4 separate regions of the Mus musculus genome follow, and all the other regions are linked to region 1. The links are chromatin contacts, called in public Hi-C, HiChIP or PLAC-seq and promoter capture Hi-C maps. All regions are on one chromosome and are shown on one strand. The core of a region is the stretch at or near the end of the contact, and the rest is flanking DNA. Distances in the headings are between cores, read along the strand shown. Region 1 holds the start of Ppp3cc (protein phosphatase 3, catalytic subunit, gamma isoform). Region 2 overlaps Pebp4 (phosphatidylethanolamine binding protein 4). Region 3 holds the start of Dmtn (dematin actin binding protein). Region 4 overlaps Pebp4 (phosphatidylethanolamine binding protein 4).

Region 1 (3,400 bases), core at 261-2,760:
TAAGACCTGTTTCTAAAGACAAAACAAACAAAATCCCCAAGCCAAGCCAAGCCAACCCTTTCTACAATGATGAAAATGTCTTATCACAGCCAATAATGCAGCCAGCACTTGAAGTTTGGCTAAGACACAAGAGGAAACTGAACTACTAAAATTTAATTTACAATGCCACATATGGTTACTTATTGGCCATTGTAGTAACTATGAAGACTGGTTGGCCTATAAATTGTACGTTTCCTTGGATTTAAGTTTCAATATTTCATTATCATTGCTAAAATAAAAAAAAAAAGCAAAGTACTTTTTGCCTGGCCAAGTCCTGTCCTCAGTGAGAAAGAGGCTTCTAATTAAGGAGCAATAATGACCAATTTTTAACCTAAAAATAAGCCAGATTGTGAAACTTGACTATGGGATTGCAAGTCCCCATCACTGCAAAAATAAAACAAAATAAAAAACATATGAGGAGGGGATGAGGAAAATGGCTCAGTGAAACACAAGCATGGGGTTCTGTTTGAGTCCCTGCATTCAAATAGAACCTGGGTACAACCTCAGCGTTTGTAACTTCAGTGCTATGGGGGAAAGGGGACAGGCAGAGGGACAGGTGAGAGAATTTGCTGGCCTTCCAGTCTAGCAGGCATGTCAGCTTCAAGTTTAATGGGACCCTGTCTATTAAATTTAAGGTAGGAGCACTAGAGGATGGCCTCGACCTCTGGCCTCCATATGTGCTCGTATGGGCCAGCTCACCAGCACACACAAATACAAACACTTCATGCATGCACACACACCTACTCCACACCACACATACATGACACGCGCACACACACTCACACACGGTAGGGAGGCAGGTGCGGTGTCACTGTGTGTCACTATTCCACAGTGGAATAGATGCGTCCAAGTAGGCAGGTGACAATATAAGGGGAAATCGGTTAGAAGTCAATTCCCTTTCTCAAGGAAGCCTGGGCTAGCGTCCCAGAAGACAGTGAGTGACTGCTGTCTCATGTATATAGAAAGGGAGACACCGCTTCTCAGAAACGGGGTTCTCCCAGGAGCTGAACTGGAGTAGGATGGCCACGGAGGTACTTAGGCTGCTAGATACAAGCTGTATGCAACAAACATGAAGTTGACAGGGGTTTCAAAGTTTGGGGGTTGGTGAATGGGAGAGGGTAACCTGAGAAACAGGGTAGAATGGTTAATTTCTTATGGAGACAAAGTGGGTGGAGGACCCCAGTGATAACGGAGAGAGCGTTCATGAGATAGGGGCTCTCTCTGATGAGAGGGACACAGACTCAGTGGCAGCCACCAAGAATCAGGACACCTGCCTGGTCCCAAGGTCGCAGCTGCTTCCGAGGTCCCAGCGGCTGGTTTGAGAAGCTACAGGTCAGGGTTGGGCGTCCAGAGCATCTGCCCCACGCGAGGCGGACGGCGGTCAGCAGTGAATCCGGAGCTGAGACCCGAGATCCGCGCGTGCGCAGAGCGCGGCTGCGGCCCTCGAGGCCGCCGGGAAGTTGTGAGCGCGGAGGCGCGCACGCGGGGCCCCAGCCGCGCGCAGCCGCGGTCTCCCTAGTTGTGTCCCTCAGCCGCGGTCGCCGTAGCTCTCGACGCGGTCGTCCCCGCCGAGCCGCGGGCGCCGCCGCAGGGAGGGAGCGGCGCTGCGGCCGCCGCCGTCCGAGGACGCCCCGTATTCCGGGGCCCGGCACGGTGGCTGCCCGCTCGCCGAGCGCAGCCCGCCTAGGAGGAAGGCGGCGGCTTGCGTCCAGCGGGCCGCCGGAGCCGGGAGGAGACCATGTCCGTGAGGCGCCCTCAGTTCTCCACGACCGAGCGCGTCATCAAAGGTGCCGAGCGCGCCGCGGGGAACGGCCCTCGCCGGGCGACGGCTCGGGGACTCGAGGAGCGGGGATGGAGGCAGCGGCGGGAGGCGCTGCAGGGCGCGGGGAGGACCGGGCTGCTGTCCGCCGGCGTCCCCGGTGACTGCTGGACGGGTACCTAGCGGGAGGTGGATAGAGCGACCGCGCCCGCCATCCACTCCCGAAGCATCCAGGCGGTTTCTCCTGATTCCCCACTTTTTGGTCTTTCATCTGGGGACACCGTCTGGGTTGTGTGAGCAGGGAGTTCTCTTGACTCACCCAAGTCATGCCTTTCCTTAGGCTCAGCTCTTTTTTGACAGCTCCTTACCAAACCCTTTAAAAAATTATTTTTGAGGGGTGTGGTGGGTATACTGTGCACGTTTGGCTCACTTTCTCTACATATCCCAAGTCATTGCTTTTATTAAAAGAAACAAGATGATAGTGACACAGTCTTCTTAAAAGGGCTTACAAGTTTTGGCTATAAGGACTTGGTGAATAATAATCTCCCAGATGTCTCTCATTATATCTGATATTCAGTTATTCTAAGGAAACACGAAAGTGTTTCTAAATCTTCTGAGTTTATGATATAGTTTCTGCCCTTTACCCAAAAGGACCTGTCTAACATAACCACTGATTCACATGCTTCTATTGTCCGACTTCTAAGACCCCTCCATAATAATAGTTGGTTTGAAAGCACTGTTTTCTAAGAAGGTGCTATGCTTAGACCAGTTATTTCTGAGTGAGGTGGTTTTCACCATAGTGGGAAAAAACTAAAAATTATTTCCCCGTTTCATTTTGATATTAGGAGACAGGAAACTAAGATTAGTAATGATAATTTTTTTTTTAAATAAGGGGGAGCCTATTGAGTGCTCAGAGAGAGAAGGATAGTATTGGTGTCATAAATGTTAGTTATCTGCCTTGGCAGACAGTACTTTTGAGACTTATTTCCTCAGAATTTGGAATCATTAGGGATTGAAGTCAATTGTTCATAGAATGGACTTAGTCCTTTAACAGCTAGAGTGCCATGACGGTCTTCGTGGAAGGCTTTATAGCATTTAAGCCATGAGGAAGATCTGAGCCTCTTAATACACAGGAATCACTTCTACAACCTTCCCTGGTGAAGCAAGGTCATGGTGGACATTAACTTCTGAACTGTCCCGGGTAGCACGGGCCCATGCAAACCAACTGCGCAAGGGCAAGGGTGTTGGCGGGTTCCTCCCACGTTAAAATGATTTCTCGCCACTCTACCATTGTAGTGTTTCGTCCTTCTTTTTCTTCCCATATTTTTCTCTTATCAAAATATGCCTATTTCTCAGCTGAAGTAGACAGGGGAACCACTTAAACCTGAATCCCCGAGTCAAGCCAGGATAAATGAGGTCTGCGCGAGGCTTAAGCGGCGCTCTCCTCAGACCGGCAAGAATCTCAGAGTCTAATCTCCTTTTGTACCAGCTTATTTTCACCAGATTGCATCAAGGACATTGTAAAATGACCGTGTCTTACACTTAAAACGGAAGTGAAATGAAAGGCACTTGAAGTACAGGTGTGTTTACAGCTGAGCGGAA
Region 2 (3,400 bases), core at 405-2,904, 430 kb after region 1:
TGTATTAAGAGCCTGCTGTGTGGCAGAGATTGTTCTCCATCTGAGGGTACAGCATTGGGTTAAACAGATGAAGAGCCCTGCTCTCCCAGAGCATACAGTCTAGTTGTGGGGTCGTGGTAGCAGCAGAAAGACAAACTAGCAAACCCCAGAATTCTTGACGGACATTCATGTAGGCTGGAAGGTTGTGAATAGGATGAGAAACGGGGAAGGGGATAAGTGGACTCTACGAGGCCTCCCTGAGGAGGCGACCTTCAGGCAACCATCTAAAAGGGAGAGAGCCATTCGAAGAAGGTTGGAGAGGGTGGGGGTGTCAGAAGGTAGAGGTGGCTCTCTGGTGCAAAGGACCCCAGGAATACTGGGAAACCAGGTAAGTTAGGTGGGCAAAGTGCAGAGGAGCTGAGAGTAGAGAGGATGTGAGGAACAGGTCAGATGCCAGGGCATCTATCTGGCAGGCACTGGTAGCGACTGGGCACTTACTCAGGAAACTGAGGGGAAGCCTGACAAACTTTGGGCAAAGGCTTGGACTCATCTGACCCGCAGACTTAAGGGCGCCCTCTGATGGCCGAATTGAGAACAGGCTGAGCCTTGGGGACAAACAGTGGTGCTTGGTGGTAACTAGGTGAGAGGCTAGGTCCAGAGAGTGGTAGCCGCTGCCAAAGTAGGGACCCTGAGGAAAGGAGAGATAGCCAGCTTCTAGACCTTTCCATGGGGCTCTGGTAGCACAGTGGGAGAGACAGAGACACCCCTCCACTCCCCCAGTCCTGGGTTAAAACTGAGGATAAAACAGGTTTGGTAAGGGGTAAGGCGGGGACTGGATGCTTGATATGAAGGGCCCACAGGACATCTCAGTGGTCATATGAGTTGAGACAACTGGTATGTGGATAAGGCCACCCAAGAAAAAGAGGGACAACTAAGGAGAGGACAGAGAAATGAATGAGAGAGAGAGGATGGATCCTGGAAGCTACCTGTGTCTAGCAGGAGGGAGTCACCCACTGGGGAAAACAGTCCAGATGGGGCAGAGAAAGAATTCCACAGAGGACTGCCCTCTGGGTCCTAGCCTTGAAAGGGGGTACTCTTGGGACTCTAAGGGAGAACAGGGAATCTTAGAGGGCCAGGGAGTTTGCACAAGGTGGCAGAGCTCCAAGCAATGACACCAAGGTTTACATCTTCCGAGAGTCCCTGGTTTCTTATTCTCTAGGCTCAGATTCTAACTAAACCTCGGTAAACTGAGGCAGGCAGCTTTCACAGCTCCCAGTTTGCACTTAGGAAACCGCGAGCACTGTTTCAAAATCTTTGTGATCTGGGGTCGGCAGTGGGAGGTACCCTCGATGTTCTTCCCATCAGCAGTTTCCCCCGGGCTAATCATGAGTGAGGGGCGAACTGGGGACATTGAAAATGGAAAGCATTCGGCGGCTAGCTCTTTGCACTGTCGTAACAGAGGTGCAGTTTCACTCTGGACTGGTGAAAAGATAGACGCAGCGGGGCTTGGGACCTCAAGCGTCACACCAGAGCCACACGTTGGATTCTCTGTGCCTTCTTCATTCATGGATCCCGCTCCACCAACTAGGAGAAGCCTGTGTGTTCCTGCCCTGGTGGCCCCAGCCAAGCTTCCGGGCTTTGCGTTGTTTCGGGCACGATGACGGTCACCTCGCGCCCCCTGGTGGTAACTCTTTCAGTTACAGCCTCGGAGCGAACAGAAGGCCTCTGTTTACACAAGCAGGCTAGGGAACTGGAACCCCGAAGCACCTTCAGCACCTTCTCCTCCTTTGCCACATCCCACCCACACCGTCCTTTTGGGAGTCTGGGGGCCTTCATTCCCCTGAGCACGCATGGCCCAGTCCCTCTACATTCCCATAGCGGTAGAAAGAACACAGGCCTAGATACCCAAATGTCACTCTGCCCCTGCAGACCCAAAAAAGCAGCAAAGAATTGCAGGGTTCTCCACCTGTACGTATTGCAGGCCACCCGCACCACACCTGGCCTGCTCCACGCCCACCTGTCCCTTGGTTAAGACACGTGACATTTCTGGAATCGTCCTAGCCCGTACGCAAAGGGAAGTGATTGTTTCCTGTTCTGGCTTCTTCCCTGAACATGGGAAGCCATTTATTTGGGCACCTAGGCCTGTATTCTTTTCATTACTATGGGAAGGAACTGGGCCATGCAGGCTCAAGAAAGTAGTGTGGGATGTGGGGGCGAGGGAGGCACTCTTAGAGCAGGAGGTGGCAGTTGGGCCATGTGGAGCACCCTCCAGGTGGCCCTCTCCTCACCAGGAAGTGGCAACACTGGACATGAGCTTAGTTCTGGACCCTCTTAGTCTAGCTGAAACCTCTTCCGGTGCCTTGGTCTCCTAGAATCTACTCCTAATGCGCTCAGCACAGAGCCTGGCCCATGGAGGAGGGCCAGAAGATGTTTTCACATGACCGTCGGGGAACGGAAAGATAAGTGGAACAGAGAATGGCTTAGAAGCCAGGGTCTCAGAGCTTTGACCTCCATGTCACATGAAAGTAATGTCTCCCAGCTTGTGGTGAGACTTGGATAAGGCCTGGAGGCAGCAAAACCACGGGTATAAGGCTGTAGGTCAAGGTGTGCCCCTCCAACAGGCTCTGACATAGTTCAGGCTGACCTTGAACTCACGTAACTAAAGATGACTTGGAACTCATCCTTCTGCCTCCATCTCCTGAGTACTGGGATTATAAGTACACCAGCATGCTTGGTTTTATTCAGGGCTGGGGATCAGGCCCAGGGTTTTGTGTACGCTAGGCAAGAAATCTACCAACTGAGTTACACCCCCGGCCCACAGCCCACACTTGTCTTCTCTGGAAGGATCTGGGGAGACTCCCTCTGCCTCTCTAGGCCTCGAATTCCCTGCCATAGACAGAGCCCCACACCTGTCCCGCCTGTCTACGGGGACTGATGTGAGATAAGAAATGTGAAATTACAGCATGGCGGAGAACACACAGCAATGACTGTCATAACAGGGAAAGTGCTTTGAAAAATGGTGACGCTTACCCTGTTATTACCGAGGGACAAAGCTCCCAGTGGCCTGCACTCTGCTCCGTATCGCAGCATGGATCTCACCTCACCAGAGCTACCTGTGATTGTTTCTTCCCCAGGCATATAGACATCTCTACCCTGGATACATTTATATTAGAGAAACGGGAAAGAAAAAAAAGAGAGAGAGAGGATGTTGAAGTTGGTGCCAGGGGCAGAAGTGGGTGGTCCTCTGTTCACATCAAAGTCTTGGATAGAAATGTCCATTTAAAGGAAAAGCAATTCATGGGGGAAAAGCTGAGCCCAGGGCAGTTGGCCATTGGCTGGAGGAAGATATCAGGGGAGTTCAGATGACTGATGGCTGCAGAGGCGCTGCCAATCTGAAAAGGTTACATGGCAAATGATTCCA
Region 3 (3,400 bases), core at 264-2,763, 340 kb before region 1:
GTCTTCCAGAGGGATGGGGAATGCTTAGGAGTAGGCCTCCCTCCCCACCACTCTTTCAGACCCAGACTGGGGCGGGCAGGCTGGCCGGCAAGGGTGGGGTTGAAGGGACAGTGAGAGGCTAGGCTGAGGACAGGGCTAGCTATGGAGAAGGACTGGTAGCTCCTCCTCCAAGGCTGTGTCCCCTTCCTACACATTAAAGGTATACCCCACGCAGATCTCCTTGGGACTGGATGTCCCTCCCCTAGCCCAGGTGGGGTTTTGTTTGTTTGGTTTTGTTTCTGTTTGTCTGCCCCTTCCACAGGGCCCACAGTGGCTGCATCCCAGCAGCTAAGCCTGGATTCCCGGTCCTCCTTCCCCCTTTCACGGCCACTCAGCTACCTGCCTTCTGTCATTTCTCCTTCTGCCCAAGCCACCTTCAGGTTACAGTCGTCCCTGTCCTCTGCTACTCCAGATACACCCCTCCCTTCCTGTCTCCTCCAGTCCTCTTTTCTTTGAAGACGGTCGGTCGGTCGGTCGGTCGGTCGGATGCTGAGGCCATAGTCTTACCTGTCTCCTTCAAGCCCCTCCCCCTGAGATTTTTTTTTCCATTCAGAAACCCCAGAGCCCCCTCTCCAGATCCTAGCTTTGCCCCAATAGCTGCTGCTATCATCAGCTGACCGGCTGTGGGCAGTGGTTACCAGGGCAACGGCAAGGCTGCCTAGGTAGGCAAGTCTGCAGCCGACATGGAGGTGGGGAAGAGGCCAGTTAGTGCTAATAGGGGTTAGAGGGCTAGGCTTTCTAGATGCACCCCAAAGCCAACATTGGAGGCCTGGAATGGTTGAAGTTTTGCCACAGAGAGAAGGCATGTCTCTTTGGAATATGGATGCCATCTGATAGAAAGCTTCCTTTTGCAAAAACAGCTTTCCTGGGAAAAATCGGTCCTTCATTCTCTCCCTGGCCCCTACTACGATCCCCAGGGGATCAAGTTTACAGAAAATCCAATCTGAATCTGATGTATTTATGACCTGGTTCCTTCCATCCTTCTATCTGTCCTCCTCAGAGAGGGTTAATGTTTGGATGGCCAATTCGGGTGCCCCTGCTGTTCCCTGTCCCAGAGGTGGGGGGATCCCCCACAGAGCCTCTCATCTGCTTCTGGAAGATGGTGGAGCATTATGAATGGGGTTTGAATTGCAGGTTCTTGGAGAGCCGGGTGGGCATAGCTCCCCTCAGTTATCAGTAACAGCCGCTAACTTGAACTCTGCTGGAGAGGCTCTGAGTGTGGATATTGCAGAGCCGGGATATGGGAAAGGGGGAAAACGCAGCGCAGCCGATTCTGCTTCGTCATGATGCCAGCGAATGAGCCCCTTGTTTGAAATGGATCAGCTGCAGCAGCAGCAGCTGAGATGAACTGGACCAGCAACACGCCCAAACGCACACACTCACACACCCTGGGGCCCGCCACTATCAGTTGTTGGTGGGGAGGGGCCCGGGGCCCGCCCGCCCAGAGACCGCTCCTCGTCCTGCCCGCCCACCAGACACCAGACTCGGACTCCCCAGCTCCGGGAACCCAAGCCGGTGGCTTGCAGAGCAGCAGGGGACTGGTGAAGCGGGTGGGGGTTCAGGAGGGAGATCAGACCGCTGAGCTGAGACCAGCTCCCCTCCTTCGCCAGCTCCCACCCCACCCACCCACCCTAAGCCGGCTTTCTTCCTGTTATTTGTGCTTCGTAAAGCGCGGCTGGGTTCCTGGAGAAGCTGCCTCTTACCTAGATTCCTGAGAAAACGCGGCCACCCAGTCGACCAGGGCCTAGCCTTTTGCTTCCTGGGGCTTCAGAGAGCCTGGGCCCCACTGTCTGGGAGGAGGTAGGTGACAGGGTCTTTTGCCTCTCTTTCTTTACGTAGGTATTTTGGGCTGTACCTCTGGATCTGGCCATGGTTTTGGGTGATATCAGAGATGCTAGGACAGGGTCAGCTTTGGAAAATGGTCAGTGGGAGAATAGGCCTAGGTGGCCAGACAAGGTGCTCAGCTGGGTTTGACCCGATCAAACTCCCTTTTTATTTGGGAGGAAGGATCTAGGCTGTTGCCGTGCAAAGAGTCCATATGGGCCCCAGCATTCCCTTTCATGGACACCCCCCCCCCCAAGCTTCTGTGGCCAGAATTTCAAGGGGTGGGAGCATGGGGCACAGTCTGTGGAGGGAGCTGTTAGCTTTTTGCTGAATGATGCAAGACATCTTTGGCAGCCTCCCTCCCGCCAGGCCAGGTGCCCTCTGGAGTGGCAGGGGTCCATTGAGGGGGCCAAAGCCGCTGGTTTCCAGCCCACTCTGGAGCCCCTCCTAGCTGAGGTTAGCCTGGTTAGGGTAGGGATTCGTCGAAGAATGAGGCTGTGTAGCAGGGTGTGACTGCAGAGCTTAGCCTGGCTCTCTGCCTGCGAGCAGCTAGTGTACTGAGAGAGACTGGGTGCTGAATAAACCTGGAGAGCCCCGGGGGTCCTAAGGGATTCCTTTCTCGGCACCAGACACGCCATACTCCTTTGCTGGGCAGGCACACCTGTGCGTCTCCTCCCAGAAGACTGGTTGCCAGGCTGTAGGTCTAAGACAAGCAAGGCAACGGTGCAGTGGGAGTGGAGGGATGTGGGGATGGGTCAGGTGAGGGCACTGGGAGTATTGGGGTTCACGTGCTCAGAACAGGGATGGGTTCAGCAGGCCATGCCAGGGAGCTGTGAGCACAGATGACGGGTGCCAAGGGGAGGATCAGTGGGTGGGTGCAAGTAGGTGTCCTTAGCACCATGTGTCATTGTGTGGGGGTCTGGCAGGGAGAGTGGGCGAGTGCTCTGGCAAGGAGGGCGGCAGAGTCCCTGTGTGCACCCATGTGCAGTTCTGTCAGCAGCCATGTGTTGGGCAGAGCTCTTCTGTCTTCTGCATGTATGCTCCTGGGAGTCTTGTCTCCATACAGCTAGTTGGTCTTTCTGAGGCTAGGAGAGCATCTGTCTACCCACTGGTGGGCAATGTCTGCAGAATTCTTTCAGAGCTCACGTGTGGGGAGAGTGGAATGGGGACCTCTCCTGAATTCTAGAATCTGGATTTAGGGTGGGAGTTTCCTCTCCTCCCCAGATCTGCCGATCCAGCTATATATACCTCAGGACTCAGATCTATAAGGAACGTGTTTGGACAAAGCAAGCCTGAGCAGTGGAGGGACCTAGCTAGAAAAGAGAAACTTACCTCTTCTGAGGAAAGAGCACAGAAATGGCCACTAACTCGGTCAAGAGGGGAACCTAAGAAAACTCTAATGAGCTCAGGCATGTTTGCAGGGGAGGGAGGCAGGAGGGGGGGTCAAAGGGAAAGGAGCACTCTTGTCACTGAGAGTGGGTAGGCAGGTCCTGGAACAGACGGACTCCGTTATCTACTCCTGAAGCTGCCTGATCTT
Region 4 (3,400 bases), core at 557-3,056, 310 kb after region 1:
GGGGGGGGGCGTGGGGGCGGGGCAGGTCCTAGAGTCCCAAAGAAAGCACCTGAACAAGAGGATGTTGAATGACTTCAAAAGAGCAGTTTTCAGAGAGATCGGGTGCAGGGTAGATTGGTCATGATTTTTATCTCCTGTATTTTGTGTTGATGCTTTGATAACCCGAGGAGTGCTTGTTCTGGAACAATGTCCCTTCCAAGGCTGCCTACTTCCTAGAGACTGCCTGCAAGCACACCAGTCATGAACACACTAACCAGCCCCTAGCCCATCTCTTCCATCCCTTCCTTTCCCTCATCCTCTCATACCTAGCCAACATTCCCTGCCCCACGCCACCCTTGGGCAGGTACCAGGCGGCCGGGACAGACTCCGGTCACCCCAGAGCCCACTGATATTGTGCCAGCTCATCAGGGCTAAGCTTGCTAGGGCTTGCTTGCCCCCACTCTGCTCTTTTCCTGCAGAAACCACAGCGAAGGCTTCAGGCCACACACTCTTCTGCAGCCTCTGCTTCCTGACACACCCCGGGACTTCCCCATGTGACTCTGTGTGGCACAGCTTGGCAGGTCTCCTTCTCTTGAAACTGAGTAATAAAAACTTCTCTCAGTGGAATTGATCTTTCCACGCCATGCCTATAAATTATGACCTGGATGCCCTTGAAAGGAAGGAAGTGGGGGCGGGGGCGGTACTGGAGAAATGGCTCAGGTGTTAAGAGCACTGACTATTCTTCCTGAGGTTCTGAGTTAAATTCCCAGCAACCACATGGTGGCTCACAACCATCTGTAATGGGATCCTATGCCCTCTTCTGGTGTGTCTGAGGACAGCTACAGTGTACTCACATACATAAAATAAATAAAAATCTTGTAAAAAAAAAAAAAGGAAGGAAGGAGGGAAGGAGGGAGAGAGGAGGAAAGAAGGAAGAAGGAGGGAAGGAAGGAAGAAAGGAAGGGAGGAAGGAAGAAAGGAAGGAAGGAAGGAAGGCAGGCAGGCAGGCAGGCAGGCAGGCAGGCTAGTACTACTTCTAGGGGCCACTGTTACAGAGGAAGGAGAAGCTTTGCCTGGGAGATAATCTAGGGTGATATTCTGCTCTTTGCTTTGTGGCCAGGGCCTCTGTATTAGCTCTTCTCTGAGTGGCCCGTGGAATATTCCCATTTTGTCTATTGCCAAGTTGAGTCTGGGGCTCGAGTCAGCTCGCAGCTTCTCTCTGTGAGTGGCCCTTTCAGCCAAGCCTTCAACTGTGTTGTTTTCATGTTACTAAGCAGCTCTGAAGCCAAATGGAGCAGATGATTCCAGAGCTGTAGATGAGAGGATTGGGAAAGAGATGTATCTGTCCTTAAAGTTGCATCCCTTGCCTGGGGCCAAGCGAAACTCTCAAGTGCCCGGTTTTGATTTCTAAATGGAGAAGAGGTGAGAGCTGAGCTGCCTGCGGTGAATTTCCCCTTTCATCTCCATTAGTCAGGCCCAAATGATGGGTCCCTTCGCACCTGGGGTGACTTAGCAAACCACCCACTAACCTCCAGTGACCTACCAAACATGAGCCGGAGGCGGCTTCTCTCGTTTCAGCAATGTTGGGGCACCAAAGACTAACTGCTAGGACCCTTTCCTTCATTGTGGTCCACACTACACTTATAGGTTGTGTGACCTGGGGTTCTCAGTGTCTTCATGGGTATGACCAAATGAGTCCGGGGCATCTACTAGTTCTGGAGAAGAGCCAATCTGTGGTGACAACTTTGTCTCAGTTTCAAGGCACGTGTTAGAGCTCTGCGTGTGTGCATGCCTTTCTCTCTCTCTCTCTCTCTCTCTCTCTCTCTCTCTCTCTCTGTGTGTGTGTGTGTGTGTGTGTGTGTGTGTGTAGAGTTTAGCGTAGGGTGTCTTCCTTTACTCTCCACCTCATCTTTTGAGACAGGGTTTCTCACTGAACCTGGGACTTCCCAATGAGATAGACAAACAAGCTTTTTTGTTAGTCTGCCTCCTTGTATTCAACTCAGGCTGCGCACACAAACATTTGATCCACTGACCCATACATATATCCCCAGCCCTGGGGCTCTTGGCCCTTTGCATCAAGAGAGGAGAAGATTTCCTTGCAGAGCATGTGGTCTCTGCTAACCGGTCTCCCTGATAAAAAGCACCCTGGACTGCTGAGGATGTACAGCGTGGTGTCGGAGTCCCTGAGACAACACTTGGGTTTATACTGGGGAGGGGAGTCAGACTGGGGCAGGTGGCATGCTAGCCGGGAGTAGTGGAGTGTCCTGTCCAAGGAGGGGCTGCAGAGGGCAGCAGATGTGTGTCTTGGAACCAACGCTCTCTGCTCAGGGATCCCTGAGCGAGAAGAGCCTATTTCCAAACACTAAGCTGAATGTATAGCTCCTTTCTCTCTGCACATCCCAAGCCAACCTGACTTCAAAGCCCCACGCAACCTTACCTCTTCTAGGCCTACCTGAATACCACAGCTTCTCTGAGGACCAGGCTCTCTGTCCTGATCTTTCCTCTAGCCACACACCCCCTCCTCCCACCCCTGCCTCCAAAGCACAGAATGGGGCAGACATCCCAGGCAAGTCCGTTGACTGATGAAACCATATTGAGGAAATATTAATGTGGGAAAGGCCCCCGTTTCCTCTCCGGAAAGGAGGCAGGTCACGGTGGGGAGTGCTGAGGACACACATTCCATGTGACCTTCGGTGATCTCATGGGAGCCTGGCTTCAGCCCTTCGAGGTGCCTGGTGAATCTGCCCTTCACAGATGAGGGCTCACTGAGGGACATAAGCAGTCAGTCATGAACTCAAGCCTACTAGATGCCCGTATTCCTGTTCGTGCCACTGAACTAAACTGTCACCTAGGGAAGAAAAGGGCCCTTCTTCCTGGCTGTGCTCTCCAGAAACACCTGTTTCTAATGGGCACAGGCCAGGGGACACAAAGCAGGGTCTACACAAAAGAAGGAGAGAAGGAAGAGGGTCATGGCTGGAGCTCAGGGCACCTGCAGCCTTACGGCCACTTTTTATGGCAGAGGGAGGGGGACTGGGGAGGATGCTTGTTTCTTAGGGAAAGGGGGTGGGGCAGGACCTGATCTTACCTCCTCCCTGAAGCAGCTTTGCACAGCACATATAGATGGGCACCCACCAGGCGCGGCCAGCGCACACACATGCACACATATGCAACACATGCCTCCCTACCCGGAGCAACACGGCTTCCCAGCCACCTCGACCCTCCCCCCACCAAACCCCTTCTCCCTCCTACCCTATATGTGCAATCTTGTGAAAACTCCACCACTCTTAAGGTTAATAAGGCTCATTTGCTTAAGATAGCACCTGTTTCTATGGTGACTCCTGCCACCCAGAATCTGTTCATCAACGGAGACAAGAGAACAGTGACTTCCACCCTCTTTGAAAGGAAAGTGCTGGTTCTTATT

Evidence for each region. Hi-C and Micro-C count contacts between places; a contact is called where the count stands out from the background. HiChIP or PLAC-seq counts read pairs in DNA pulled down with a chosen protein or histone mark. Capture Hi-C pulls out chosen DNA fragments and counts their contacts.
Region 2: a contact with region 1 is called in an H3K4me3 HiChIP or PLAC-seq map of bone marrow-derived macrophages, with 6 times the contacts expected there. The contact joins the enhancer-like site here to the promoter of Ppp3cc in region 1. A contact is called at or near these places in 10 of 39 promoter capture datasets (the 3T3-L1 cell line, the C10 cell line, the HPC-7 cell line and 7 more), 39 of 484 Hi-C or Micro-C datasets (the AML12 cell line, B cells, the Ba/F3 cell line and 23 more), 12 of 115 datasets of contacts at active chromatin or transcription factors (the 230-238 cell line, bone marrow-derived macrophages, embryonic basal ganglia and 8 more) and 4 of 9 other capture datasets (adipose tissue, embryonic stem cells, liver and 1 more).
Region 3: a contact with region 1 is called in a promoter capture Hi-C map of adipose tissue. The contact joins the promoter of Dmtn here to the promoter of Ppp3cc in region 1. A contact is called at or near these places in 2 of 115 datasets of contacts at active chromatin or transcription factors (bone marrow-derived macrophages and microglia) and 2 of 9 other capture datasets (adipose tissue and liver).
Region 4: a Hi-C map of rod photoreceptor shows a contact between it and region 1, with 2.2 times the contacts expected there. The contact joins the enhancer-like site here to the promoter of Ppp3cc in region 1. A contact is called at or near these places in 2 of 39 promoter capture datasets (the C10 cell line and cranial neural crest), 1 of 484 Hi-C or Micro-C datasets (rod photoreceptor), 1 of 115 datasets of contacts at active chromatin or transcription factors (memory CD8 T cells) and 1 of 9 other capture datasets (liver).

The regions. Positions count from the first base shown.
Region 1 is chr14:70,287,607-70,291,006 of GRCm38.p6, reverse strand. Ppp3cc (protein phosphatase 3, catalytic subunit, gamma isoform) reads left to right here and starts at 1,510. Exons shown (of 14, transcript NM_008915.3): 1 at 1,510-1,826. The coding sequence starts at 1,778.
Region 2 is chr14:69,859,840-69,863,239 of GRCm38.p6, reverse strand. The region is part of intron 3 of Pebp4 (phosphatidylethanolamine binding protein 4); the gene reads right to left. Among named protein-coding and RNA genes, the nearest start is that of Pebp4, 21 kb to the right of the region's middle. Within about 2 kb of position 1,654, at least 92 of the 459 cell types and tissues checked have an H3K27ac peak or open chromatin away from gene starts, as enhancers often do. A contact at or near this core is called in B cells, the Ba/F3 cell line, the C2C12 cell line and 9 more, where this site is marked.
Region 3 is chr14:70,625,178-70,628,577 of GRCm38.p6, reverse strand. Dmtn (dematin actin binding protein) reads left to right here and starts at 1,513. Exons shown (of 16, transcript NM_001252662.1): 1 at 1,513-1,839.
Region 4 is chr14:69,976,242-69,979,641 of GRCm38.p6, reverse strand. All of the region lies in intron 4 of Pebp4 (phosphatidylethanolamine binding protein 4), which reads right to left. All of the region lies in intron 1 of Gm41198 (a long non-coding RNA gene), which reads left to right. Among named protein-coding and RNA genes, the nearest start is that of Gm41198, 17 kb to the left of the region's middle. Within about 2 kb of position 1,806, at least 29 of the 459 cell types and tissues checked have an H3K27ac peak or open chromatin away from gene starts, as enhancers often do. A contact at or near this core is called in memory CD8 T cells and rod photoreceptor, where this site is marked.